Linked DNA regions of Sus scrofa: region 2 is linked to region 1. The links are chromatin contacts, called in public HiChIP or PLAC-seq maps. All regions are on one chromosome and are shown on one strand. Each heading gives the region's core, a stretch centred on a gene start, on an enhancer-like site or on the middle of the called end of the contact. The rest is flanking DNA. Distances are from core to core; before and after follow the strand shown. Region 1 holds the start of SMO (smoothened homolog). Region 2 holds the start of TSPAN33 (tetraspanin-33).

Region 1 (6,592 bases), core at 3,724-6,223:
ACCTTCTGGATAACAACCAAACTTCCTACCCTGGGGTATGAATGCCTTTATTTTCTTTCTTTTTTTTTTTTTTGTCTTTTTGCCATTTCTTGGGCTGCTCCCGCGGCATATGGAGGTTCCCAGGCTAGGGGTCGAATTGGAGCTGTAGCCACCAGCCTACGCCAGAGCCACAGCAACGCGGGATCCGAGCCGCGTCTGTAACCTACACCACAGCTCATGGCAACGCCGGATCATCAACCCACTGAGCAAGGGCAGGGACCGAACCCGCAACCTCATGGTTCCCAGTCGGATTCGTTAACCACTGCGCCACGGCGGGAACTCCTGAATGCCTTTATTTTCTAATTCTCTGGGTCTAATCTCTTATAATTCTAACCTTCACATGCTTTGATCCAGCTCTACTAATTTTTTTTTTTTTTTTTTTTTTTGGCAGTGCCCACAGCATGCCCACAGCATTCCAGGGTCAGGGATCGAATCCAAGCCACAGCAGTGGTAACACTGGACCCTTAACCTGCTGAGCCGCCAGGGAACTCCTGAAATTCTTGTATTTCCTAATAAGTACCAAGTCCTCCCACTTTTACACTTTTGTGTATCCTAAATCCTCTTATCCCTCCCCGCCGACGAACTTTCCTTGGTCCCAGTAATTCCTACTTATTTCTCAAGTGGTGGGTTAAATGTCAGTTCTTCTGGAGGGGTCTTCCGTTGCTTCCCAAAGTCATTTGTGTTCCTTCAGCATCATACCTGATCACAATACCTCTCATAGATATCACTAAAGCCTATTTACTTGTCTGCCTTCCCCTTGACAGCAGGGATCCTGCCTGAAAACTTCATCTTTATCTGCCCAGAACCTGATCCAGGATGACATGTAACAAGCACCCAATACCTAACTGAATGAATGAGTGACCTCAGAACTGAGATTTTTTTTTTCTTTTTAGGACCACAAACGTGGCATATGTAAGTTCCCAGGCCAGGGATCGAATTGGAGCTGCAGCCGCCAGCCTATGTCAGAGCCACAGCAGCACCAGATCCAAGCCGTGTCTGCGACCTATACCACAGCTCACAGCAACACCGGATCCTTAACCCACTGAGCGAGGCCAGGGATTGAACCCGAGTCCTCATGGATGCTAGTTGGGTTCATTAACCGCTGAGCCACATTGGGAATGCCCAGAACTGAAACTTTTAAAAAAGTGAAAAAAAAAAAAAAAACAGGCCTCTACCTTCACAAGCTTACAGATGAAGACAACCTGAAACATCTCCATCCTTCACCCACAAAAACACCCCCAACAGCCCGATGCTACTGACCATGTCGATGCCAAAGCAAGACCACCAGCTCAGGACAGGGTGAATCGCCAGCCAGAACTCCCAGCTGAAGGTTTATCTGAGGTTCTCAGACTTGGCTTGGCTTCACTCTACCCAATGATCCAGCTCAAATCAACACTTGCTTCTGGCCCTACTTCATATACAGTCCAACACAAGGGCCAGATGCAGAAAGAGAACAGCCAGAACACAAGCACAAATGGGAATGGGCTGAGGGGTGAAGGGTGACAGCTGAGGAGAGCTCAGAGTGAACTAAGGACCGGGGCTCAGTGCTGGCACCCCTGCAGGCCCCTGCCCCACCAGAGCCACAGCTAGTGAGGTTCAAACCTACACACCTAGAGGATGGTTCTAACTCCTAAACTTTCCTGCCAAAACCACTCCTGCCTGCTCAGCAGCTGCTCTCAGGGCTAGAAAGAGGTTCATACCCTTCCTCCTCCCTGACTTGACAGTAACTACAGAAGGGCAGCATCACACACACATTTAACTTGAAAGGACTTAACTGTGGGCTACTGGAAAATAAATGAGAGAGACAGAGAGAGAAAGAATAGCCTCTCATAGTGTGAGCAACTGAGAACTAGGTGAGATTCTAGTGCTGAGACTTTTTTCTTTTTTTCTTTCTTCCTTTCTTTCTTTCTTTTTTTTTTTTTTTTTTTTATTTAGGGCCACACCCTCGGCACGTGGAGGTAGCCAGGCTAAGGGTCAAATTAGAGCTACAGCTGCCAGCCCACACCACAGCCACAGCAATGAAGAATCTGAGCCATGTCTGCAACCTACACCACAGCTTACAGCAACGCTCCTTAATCCACTGAGCGAGGCCAGGGATCGAACCCGCAACCTCACAGTTACCAGTCAGATTCATTTCCGATGCACCACAACAGGAACTCCTCGTGCTGAGACATTTAGATTTTTCCATATAGCTGGCTCCTAAACTCAAAGGCACCTTGTTGATACCTTTCTTTCTGCTCTTTTCTTTTCTTTTTTGGCCACATCCCCAGCATGCAGAAGTCCTAAGGCCAGGGATCGAACCTGTGCCATAGCAGCAACCTGAGTCAGCGTAGTAACAACACTGGATGCTTAACCCAATTAGCCACATGGGAATGCCTGTGTTCTTTTATTTATTTTTTAATTTTTAAAATTAAAGTATAATTGATTTACAATATTCTGTCAATTTCTTCCATACAGCAAAGTGACCCGGTCATGCATACATACACCATTCTTTTTCTCGTATTATCTTCCATCATGTCCTAAAAATGTGGAATACTTCATGAATTTGCATGTCATGCTTGTGCAGGGGCCATGCTAATCTTTTCTGTATCGTTCCAATTTTAGTATATGTTCTGCTGAAGCAAGGATCTTATATTATTATTATTGTTATTCACTCTTCTGCTCTTCTGCACTTATGTAACTTTAAAGTCTAAAATGATATTTTCTGTATGCCCCTTCTTATATACTGTATATTACTAGATGTTGCATATTTATATATATTACCATAAAAGAGTAAATGTATGCAAAAATCACATAGATCTTATGTTGTGGTCATATGTGGATTTTTTCACAGCTACTGTTGATTACACATGGTTTCTGCCTACAGCCTTTGTGTGTGTGTGTGTGTGTGTGTGTGTGTGTCTTTTTAGGGACACACTGGCGGCACATGGAGGTTCCCAGGCTAGGGGTCAAACTGGAGCTGTAGCCACTGGCCTACACCACAGCAACGTTCAAATCCAAGCCTCGTCTGCAACCTACACCACAGCTCACGGCAATGCCGGATCCTTAACCCACTGAGTGAGGCCAGGGATCAAACCTACACTCTCATGGATACTAGTCAGATTTGTTTCCGCTGAGCCACAACGGGAACTCCCCTACAGGCTGACTTTAGAAATTCATGCCAACATCGGATGTGGCTCCACCATGAGTGCCATCTCCTAAGTTCTTCCTCTGGCATCTGTACAAGCCAAGAATGGCATAACTTTGTCCGATATCGGGCAAAGGCTCTGGGAACTCTAGTGGCCAAGCTGACAATGACAGGCAGCCTCCCCCATCAGGATCCTTACTAGCCCTTGGAGCAGAACTGAGATATGGGGCATCCAGGGCCTATCGAAAAAAGGAAGTTGTCAGGTCTCTCACCAGATTTTGCTTTTTTTTTTTTTTTTCTTTTTTTTGGGGGCCTCGATCAGAAGGACTTGGGCCCCCCACTTCGGCACCAGGGAGTGAGTCTTCCGGACGCCATGGCTTTTGCTTTTATTTCCTTCTTCAAGGACAATTTTGCAATCATACTCACTACGAGCAAGAGATGGCAAGGCCAGTTCCCTTCCCAAGCCTTACTCAGGTCCCCAGCCCAGAAGAGTGACAGGTGGGGGGCTAACCCACTCCACACTGCTAGGAAGGATCTGCTTGGGTTCAGTCTGGTTTTTCAGGCCCGGCCAGGTGAGGGTTCTGGGACTTCAGATCACCATGGAAGTATCCACACGCTTCCCACATCCCAGAGCTAAGTATCCTTCCGCAGCCCTGACCAGTCTGAAGATCCAAATTTCAAAAAAATCCACGAATAATCGTTCGGAGAGTCTCATTCCCTCACAACTCAGACAAGGAACCAAGATCCCATTTTCCAGATGGGGAAACTGTGAACTCTCTGGTGACAGCAAGGTTAAGGTGACAGTTCTCTGGACTTCCTGTCTCCCAAAATAAAATTTCTGACACTTTCCAGTTATCTTTTAATTACTCATCACCAGAGGTTTCTTCTCCTTCGCAAATTTCACTCAATTCTTCTCCCCACCCTCTCCCTCAAAGCCTAAATCTTCTACCCCCATCTTTCGCTCTTCCCTCTCCACTTCGATTTCCCAGCGGTCTCTTCAACGGCTAAACACCTCCTTGAAATCCCAAGGGCCCTGCTTCCCAAGTGGCTCTTAGGTGGAGCATCTGCTCTTTTAAAAAACGTCCTTTCCTGTGTCTCAGAGCTCCCCGCTCGCGGGCCCCTCATTCCCCCGCATCCTTTGCTAACCCGCCCTGCCCAGGCCCTTTGTGACCCGCTTCCTCAACTTCCTCGCCCTCCCTCCTCGTCACCGAGGGTCCCAGTCTGTACACAGCCTCTTCCCAGAGTTTCAGACTCTGTTCCTCCACCTCTCCAGGGAGCGGCTCCCGCCCTCTCAAAAGTTCAGGCCTGAGCCTATTCTTTCCAAGAACCCCCGCATCCCACCACCTCAGCCTCGGGCTCCGGCTCCCGCGCACTTACCCGACCAGAGCACCAGCTTGCCGTGCGCTTCCTCCTGGGAGTCCGAGTCCCCGGCCAGCAGCGTGGAGGTGGCCCCGTAGGGCAGCGCCGAGCCCAGGCACACGTTGTAGCGCAGCGGCTCGCAGGGGGCGGCCCGGCCGCAGTGGCTCAGCGGCGGCGGAGGGCCGGTCACCGCCGCGCTCCGTCTCGCGCTCCCGCCCGCGCTCCGCGGCCCAGGCCAGGTCGCGTTCCCGCTCAAGGCCGCCCCCCAGCCCGGGTCCCCCAGCAGCACCAGCAGCAGCAGCAGCCCCAGGAGCAGGAGCTCCGGCCCCCGTGCGAGGCGGGCAGCGGCCATGGCCAAACCCGCCAACTCAGCAGAAGCCCCGGCGCCCCCGCCCGCTCCCCGCAGCCCCCCGGCCACACGCGCAACCCGTGGGACCGCGGGGCCAGCTCAGGCGACCCGGGCGCCCCGCGAGTCTGGTGCCGGGCCCCCCTCGACGCGCCGCGCGCTGCGGGCCCTCGGCGCCCAACTTCGCAAACTTTGGAACCCGGGGCCCATGTTGGGCGGCGGAGGCCCGGCCCGGGATGCGCAACTTCCTACCCCTTCCTCTGGTAATCCCAGTTATCTTCAGCCCCGGGAGCCCCCCGGGCCCCCAATCTCCAGCCCCATTCCTTCTCCCACCGTTAAAATCACCTCCTGGCGTCGCGAAGGAGGCCAGGCGCGGGCCGGAGAGGCGGGACTCGGTCCTCGGCTGCGCCCCCGCGCCAGCCCGCGGCCCAGCTGCCCCCTTCACCAGAGCGCGCCGCAGCCCCCCGACTTCTCCCCGCCAACTACCCGGCTCCTTTGTTGCTCTAGCTCGCTCGGCTCTCTGGAATGCACGGCCCTCGCCGAGCCAAGCCCGGCCCCCCCTCCGCCACGGCTGGGGGAGGGACTGGCCGAGGGAGGGAAGAGGAGGGGAGGGATGCGAGAGAGGAGGAGCTCGAGCTTCAGCGTCCCGGGCGCCCCGAGAGGCCCGGGCCAGGGGGCTCTGGTGACCCCGCCGCCGCCCCGGGGCAAGAGATGGGTGGAAATCACGGCCAGTAGCTGTCAAAGGCTCAGCAGCCCCCTTGACTGGCCTGAGGATGGTTCAGCTTGGTCGTCTGCAGGGAGTGGACTCTTCTGGTTTACGGTGGTGGAGACAGAGGGGTGTCTGAAGTCAGCTGAAGCCTCTACTACGTCCCGCCCTGCTCCCCAATCCGCCAATCTTTTCTGCTTTTGGTTAGACCTTTCAACTTGTCCTGGGCCCCATGGAGAAGACCAAGGGTTTGCGGTTCCCGCTTGTCCAAGTCCTTCCAGCTCGGGACCTGTGTGAGAGATGACCTCAGATTCCCTCAGGACAGCTGCCCCTGCTGCTGTGAGAGCAGGTGTCAGGAAACCAAAAGTGGGGCATCAAGTCTTTATTGCTACAAGTGTGTGATGCTCTGAACTGTGGTTGCCCACAGCTGGCCCTGGAGTGTCTTTGGTTATGTCCAAAAGAAGGCAGTCCCTCTCTGATGACGCTCATATGCTGGCCTGGCGGAGGAAATTTATGCTGCTTTCCTTCCCTACCCTGCTTATTTTACTTTTTCTCACTCCTTTGCTTTCAGTCACCGAGTCTGATTTCACTTTGTAGGAGTTTACACCTTTTAATTAGCAGGGGTCCAGCCAGGAGAGTGAGCTTGCATTGAGCAAATTTTCCATGTTGCTGATGGGGCAGCACACAAGGGTGGTTTTCCTCTATCCCTTCAGCCTAGCCCAAGTGACTAGTTCTGTTCGGTTTGGCCATTTTATTTTATTAATATTTTAATTTTATGGCTGCACCTGCAGCCTATGGAAGTTCCTGGGCCAGGGACTGATCCAAGCTGCCCGCCCTGCAGCTGTGGCGACTCTGGATCCTTTAATTCACTGCTGGATGGAACCCAGGCCTCCCCAGCTACCCAAGCTCTTGCAGCCAGATTCTTATCCCACTGTGCCACAGCAGGAACTCCTTGGCCATTTTAGAGCAAATGAGCTGTTGCCCTTCAGCTACCATCCTCAAGCAGTACATAAAG
Region 2 (7,104 bases), core at 2,439-4,938, 36 kb after region 1:
CTTGACAGCAAAGAGTGTGGTTCTTGTTTTCATTCTTGGTGGTGGTGGTGGGGTTTTTATAAAAATAATGTGATAATTCATTTATTGCAGCCATCTCGTCTATGGGGAAAGGAGGGGAAAAACAGGGGCAGAAATGGGCGCTGCCTCCTAGCACATTTAGATGGGGGGGAGTGTGTGCTGGGGGGTTGGCATGCCCAAGACTGATAAAGCATGTACCAGTCCACTGCCTTCCTTCTGCACAGGGAACAGAATACAGAGAGATAAGGAAAGTCAGCTACTTCTTAACTGAAAGACTAAAATACAACTTTTGTGATCTTGGGGCAAATCTCTAAGCCATGGGATCTAGTAACCCGGTAGCATAATTCTGGGGAGAAAATCAGAACTTCTGGGCAAAAACGGAAGTGAAAATTGAAACACGAACAGGAAGAATTGGTCCTTGTCCCAAAGGAACCAGAAGCTTTCTGTGTCAGACTCCGGATGCCCCAAGGATCAGGGCCCCTAGAGTAGGAAGAGGGATAGCCACTGACATCCCTGCCACCACTGTCCCCCTGCCACCATAGCGTATGAGCCCAGACGATGTTGGCCACCTTCCTGATGTGACCCAGGCCCAGACACAAACACCATCCATACACAGTCCCCCGGCAGCTGGCCAGAAGATGCACTCTGCTCAGAAAAGAAGTGGGCCTACAGTCCCAACCACGGGTGCCTTCTGGAAAGGGGGAGTTTGATTAGGATGGTGGAAGCCTGCAAAAAAGAAACCACAGTAACCAGTCCCTAAAGAGGGGATGGGAAGAAAGATGACCCCTGATTTGGGGAAACAGCTCTTCATCTCTGGCTGGACTTATGTGGAATGGACTCTGTGGCTCTGGACCTGGGAGAGAAGTGACATTCAGTAATGCTGAAAAAGTACTGTCCCCTGGGAAGGTCAATGTCCCAAGGATACTGGGACACAAGAGAAATGCATCTTTAGATCCAGCCCCAGGTCTTGAAGAAAGAAAACTGTCCCCAAAGTGATGCATTCATCTTTAAATAGTTCACAGAGGCAGAAAAAATTCTCCTTTAGAGGAGAAAGATTAAGGACAGAGAGACAGATATATTGGCTTAGGGTCACACAGTTAAGTTGGTGCCAGAAAGAAACTGGGCCTCTTGTCCTTCGGTGTGCTATTTCTAGAGCCTCTGACTTTTTATAAGTCTAAAGTAGGACCAAGAAGGGGCTCTTCTCTAATTTGAGGTGGTGCCAGCTTGGTTGGCCAGGTCCTCTGACCTTGAAGGAAGCATTCGTACCAAGATAAATGGGTCTATGGAGCCAAACTTTCTCCCTGGCTATGATGTCCCAAAGTCATTTATCCGGTGAAAGGCTGGTGGGATGGAGTGGGGAAGTCCAAGAAAATGACCATGAATGCAAGTGTAACAGATGCATCCAGCTGTTATCACCAGGGACCACAGATTAAGGTGAAGCGCCAAAGCCTCCAAAGGAGATGCAAAGTTTTAGCTGACAGAGAGAGTCAGCATGAAGAGCTGAGATCTCTGGGATGCTAGTGCTGGCTCTGAGGATGGCACGTCATTGGCCTGGAACAGACAGTGAGCAAGTAGGAGGGTTCTCCAGGACCTGCCCCTAAGTGGGGGTTCCCCTTAGGACATTCCCCAGCCTGGCAGAGTGGTGGCAAGATTTTCTTCAGTTCTTCCCTGACCTCCAGCTGAAATAGAGCCTACACCGTGGACTAGTTGACTAGTTAACTACTAATACTGCTAACACCAGCTATTGTAGCAGCTGTCTGGGCCAAGAACTTCCCCCTAGAGGCACTGTGGCTCAGTAGAAAAACCACCAGATCAAGCCACTAACCATCTGTTGGACCTAGCGTGAAACAACATCTCTGCGCTTTGGCTTTCTCATTTATAAAATGTGGGTCCTGGACAAGACATCTTCCCAAAATGTTTTTTCCAGTTCTAAAACTGAGAATTTGTTAGGAGTTCAAACTTCATTCTTCCCAGTACAATGGCTGAGAATGAGCTGTCATCACCACCCTTTGAGATTTCTCTCATTTTTCCCAACAGGCTAGCACTTAGGTACTTGGTGTGTGTTCACACCATGGCCCCCGTGAAACCTTTCCAGCAACTTGCTTAGATGCCTAGTCTGCACCCTCTCCTAGGAAATATATTTTAGACTCCTTCCTCCTGCAAGTCTGAACTTTAGGTCTCAGGCAGAGGTGGGCAAGTGTAATGGGCTCCGAGAGCCGCAGCTCTGATGTAGTTGGTGCCGGAAGAAAATCAGGGAATCTGGAGGTCGGGGTGGGGGTCGGGGTGTGTATGGTGGGTCCCACTATGTTCTCAAACCCGGAGGGCCTCAGGGATTCTCTAGACATGAAACAGGATTGAGCTAGCATTTCAAGATCTGGTCCAGCTGCATTCACAGCTCCAGCAGAGTATTTCCGACATCCTTGATCATGTGGCGTTTGATTTTACGGAGGAGAGACCAAGGCCTACAGAGGTGAGCGTATGGCCCAGGTTAGTCAAGTTAACAATTAATGGCAGAGTGGGGATGAAAATCCAGGCAGCCCCAGTCCAACATTTTTTTCCACTTTTCCAGCCCTAAGCAGAAGATTCTGAAAGGACCCCTGACCTTCCAGTCAAACACAGGGTCCTATTTAAAGAATCTGAAGACTGTCAAACTCCAGGGGCTAGAGTCTGGTCCCGAGCAAGGTGAGGCAAAGTTTGAGACAGTGCTGGGAAAGGCATCTACACCCGGAGGCCATTCCTGTCCTTTTTCCGCCTTTTGCGGGGGGGAAGGGAGGGTAGAGGCCTGCAAAAGGAAGAGATGAGAGCCCCTTAACCCCTTCTCTCTGAGGTAAGGGAGAAGGAAGGTTTGGGTTTCCCCCTCTTCCTCTTTTCTTTGCTATCAGGGCCTCCCAGGCCAAAAAATCCCCCAACGATGGGATTTTTAACTACTAAGACTGCTAACACGTATCAGTGGGTCTGCCTTCGACCAACAAGAAAACCCACTCCTCCCGCTCAAACCCACCTTTTTTTTTTTTTTTTTTTTTTTTTGGCCTAAAACAGACCCTCCTCCGCTGCCCATGGAATACCCATAAGTCTTTACTGAATCCCTTGCAGACCCCCCCCACCCCAACACCCCCTACACACAAGGCGTCACTGTGGTGTCCCTGCCTAGGATAAATTACCCCAAAGTGCGGTCTTCCCGGAAAACTAGGCAGTGCGGCTCACCACGCTCGCCTCGAACCCGGCATCCGGGGACAACCCTCCTCAGCCGCGGGCAGCCCACTCAGCCCTCCAGGGGGTGCCCTGCCGCCCAGATGCCCCCACGAGCCCCCAAGACTCACCCAGAAGAGCATGTTGAAGAAGAAGAGCAGGTATTTCACCAGCGGGCTGACGAAGGAGAAGTCCTCCCCGTAGGCAGCCGGCGCCCGGGGTCTCCGGGCCATGGTCCAGCCGCCGCCGCCCCCGGGGGCCTATCTCCCCGCGGCGGCCGGCCCACCTGAGCGCTCCGCGCCGGGAGGCATGAGCCGCGCCACCGCTGGAGCCCGAGCGGCGGCGAAGCTGCGGCGCGGCGGGAGGTGCCCGCGCCGTGCGTCCGGAAGAAGCGCGGGCTGAGGAACGGCGCCGCCACTGGAGCCGCCGGGAGTCGCGGGAGCCACCGCGGGCAGCGTGAGCGGCTGAGACTCCGCTGCGGCCAGAGGACCAGCCCGGCCCGCCGGGCTCCCAGGAAACCGGGCCCGCCCCAGGCCGCCCATTGGTTGGTCTGCCAAAACCCGACTTCTCATTGGCCAGCCTCTGGTGTCACTTAGTGTCCAACCATCCCTCTTTTCTGAAAGGCGGGGGAGACACCTGTTCTGCGAGGGACAACTTGTTAAAGGGTCAGTGATTCTGCCTCCACCCTCAAGAAGAAAACATCCAGGCTGCAGCTATTCAAGGGAAAAAGGATCAGAAGGAATGCACGCTGCATCACACACCCACTCCTCTACGCAGTTGCTGTGCACCATATGCAAACACACATACACTAAAATCAACAAGTACGTAGACCATATGTTGAGCAATGCGCTGAAAACTGTGGGACACAAGAATCCGGGGTTGAGGGGGATGACAATAAAATCAGAGACAAAACGAACCTACATATAGCAATTGAGAATATTTAAGAGTAGCTGCAGTCCTGTTTAGTAACTAGATATATACGTATTTATGTATATATATTTATGTATATGTGGGGTTTTTTTGTTTTGTTTTGTTTTGTTTTGCCGCACCAGCTGGCATGTGGAAGTTCCCAGGCCAGGAGTTGAACCCGTACCACAGCAGCTACCAGAGCCACTGCAGTGATAACACTGCATCCTTAACCTGCTGCACCACAAGGGAACTCCAGTAACTGCATATTTTAAATGCTTATTTCAAAAACTCTATAACCCAATGGTGGAAATTTGGAAACATCACCAACAATGCTACCATCCTAATTCATCACCGTTTCAATCCTCACCTCCCTATTTAAGTCTTGGTGTCTTGGTCTACACCGGTTTTAAACACGGTGATCTGGCACGCACAGGTTGAGTGAAATGTAGGTGGTGGACCCTGCCTGGCTACCATAAGTAACACAAACACGAATGCTGAAGACTGTTTGTATCACCACCCCCAACCCAAACTCAGATGTTGAAATCTTGCCTCCCAAGGTTATGGTATTAAAGATGGGGCCTGGGGTGGGGGTGGGGGGGTGGTTTTGCTTAGGTCACAAGAAATGGAGCTTTCATGAATGGGATTAGTGCCTTTGTAAAAGAGACCCTAGAGCGCTCCCTAACCCTCTCTGCCAGGTTAGGACACAGCGAGAAGACAGCTGCCTAGGAATCAGGAAGTAGGCTCTCACCAGAAATTGAATCTGTGGGTGTCTAGATCTTGGACTTTCTAGCCTCCAGAACTGTGAGAAATATATTTCTGTTGTTTATAAGCCACTCAGTTCATAGCAGTTTCTTTATAACAGTCTGAACAGAGTAAAACAATTATTTCAGCCTCATCAGTTGTATGACTTGGGCCAACTTCTTAATCTCCCTGAGTCTTATTTTCTTTCATGTTACCTAGGGAAGGTGCTGGCCTAATAACATTGACGTGAGGATTAAATGAGATAATGCACACAAATCACTTAGCATAGTTTGGCATATAGAAGGGCTCACCAAATGCAATATTTTGTTTGAACAGAATTTAGAATCCTGTCAGGAAATATGGTAATTGCACAAATAACTATAACATATTTAGTGGAGAGTTGGTGAAGATAGCATGGCCAGTGAAATTGGAGGAGGATAATATTTAGAATAGCAGAGACGAAGGAGAAAAGTAATCCAGGTGAACCAAAGGTGAACCAGAGCCTGGAGCTGCAAAAGCACACTGTGTGTTTACTGAAAAATAAGCAGACCGGTTTGCCTTGAGCATAGGTGATGCTCAGTATGGCAGTGGAAGGTAATGCTGATTGACGCCAGTCTATGCTGAATTGACTTAAAATCATGGAGGGACTTGAATATCAGATTGGGGAGTTAGCATCTAATTGATTTGGAAACCAATTAAATTTGGAAGAAAGGAATAATGTCAGACCTGCTTTTTTTTCAGTAAGAGTGAGAAAGAGACTGAGAGGAAGATTTGTTGGAAGATCACTGTTCAGGAGTTCCCTGGTTTGTCACTGCCGTTGTGCGGGTTCGATCCCTGGCTGGGAAATTTTGCATGCTACGGGCGCAGCCAGAAAAAAGAAGAAGAAGAAGAAGAGAGAAGATCATTATTAATAGCCTAGATAATCAGACATTAAGATATTTAGGAGAAATGGACAGATCTGATGGGAAGAGATAGAAGTGAAGATAGAATCTGGGAAGATAGAAACTCTAAGGCTTGGCTATGCTGGGAGGTAAGGGGGATAGCAGCGCCAGGGTTTGGGGGAGTCTAAGAAGTGAGCCAAGGCCGGGTTACTGGGAGTTTGGCCATTAACAGCTTAAGGTGACCACTTGGAAATTGAGTATGAAGTGGGTGGGGTGGGGAGAAGCCGTTTTATAAGAGGTTAAGGAGTGAATGGGTAAGCAAAGGGTGGGCACCCATTTTCAGATGTTAGCGGGATGAGGGTGAGGACTGAGAAAAAGACAAGCTGCTGAATGTTTCCATCAGATGATCATCCAGAGACCAGTTTTAGTGCAGACAGGAAGAGGAAGGCAGGGCACAAGGGATCAAGGACGGGATGGAGGGTGGAATGGAAACTGAGGGTGAGGACTGCGGACCCTTTAACTAGAAGTCAGAAGGTTATGGGAGCCTTAAGGGACCTTAGAATGAAGGGAAAATTCTCTTTAGCATACAAGAGACCTGATATGTTTGTAGGCAAAACAAGCTAGTAAAAAGGGGTTGAGATGGTTAATGGCTGGGACAAGGTGGTTTGGGAGTTAATGGGTAGAATGGGACCAGGAGCCAATGGGAGGACCACGATGCCCATCATGGGGAAGTCAAGGATGGCACCCATCCAGCAGAAAGCCAAGCAGCTATAGAAGAAGGAATGAGGAAGCTCTCCAGGTTCCCAGGTGGAACATCTCCAAGATAAATTATTAAGACAAAAAAGCGATTGAAGAGTAGTGCATTTAAAAAAAAATAACTGTTTTAAAAAGAGAGAGACAAAAATAAGAAATAACATTTGTATTTGCTCACACCTACCTAAATAAACTGTGGAAAGATACAAAACCTGTTAAGAAGGGAGGTTACATACTTGAGGTGAGGGATGAGAACTAAGAAGTGAAGAGGAGAGACTTTTTGCTATGCGCCATTTTATTTGTTCCGATTTTTTATGCATGGAGCATATTAACGATTCAAAGTATTGCGCTGAAAAAAAAACCACATCCTTATTATAGAATGCTATGAAGCCATTTAAAATGATGTAGGAGGAGTTCCTGTTGTGGCGCAGTGGTTGATGAATCCGACTAGGAACCATGAGGTTGAGGGTTCGGTCCCTGCCCTTGCTCAGTGGGTTAAAGGATCCGGCGTTGCCGGTGAGCTGTGGTGTAGGTTGCAGACTCGGCTAGGATCCCATGTTGCTGTGGCTCTGGCGTAGGCCGGCAGCTACAGCTCCGATTCGACCCCTGGCCT

Evidence for each region. HiChIP or PLAC-seq counts read pairs in DNA pulled down with a chosen protein or histone mark.
Region 2: an H3K27ac HiChIP or PLAC-seq map of skeletal muscle shows a contact between it and region 1. The contact joins the promoter of TSPAN33 here to the promoter of SMO in region 1. A contact is called at or near these places in 3 of 47 Hi-C or Micro-C datasets (adipose tissue, embryonic fibroblasts and fetal liver) and 1 of 2 datasets of contacts at active chromatin or transcription factors (skeletal muscle).

Annotation. Positions count from the first base shown.
Region 1 is chr18:19,473,823-19,480,414 of Sscrofa11.1, forward strand. SMO (smoothened homolog) reads right to left here and starts at 4,974. Exons shown (of 12, transcript XM_003134680.5): 1 at 4,544-4,974. The coding sequence starts at 4,877.
Region 2 is chr18:19,510,673-19,517,776 of Sscrofa11.1, forward strand. TSPAN33 (tetraspanin-33) reads right to left here and starts at 3,689. Exons shown (of 8, transcript XM_003134681.4): 1 at 3,339-3,689. The coding sequence starts at 3,440.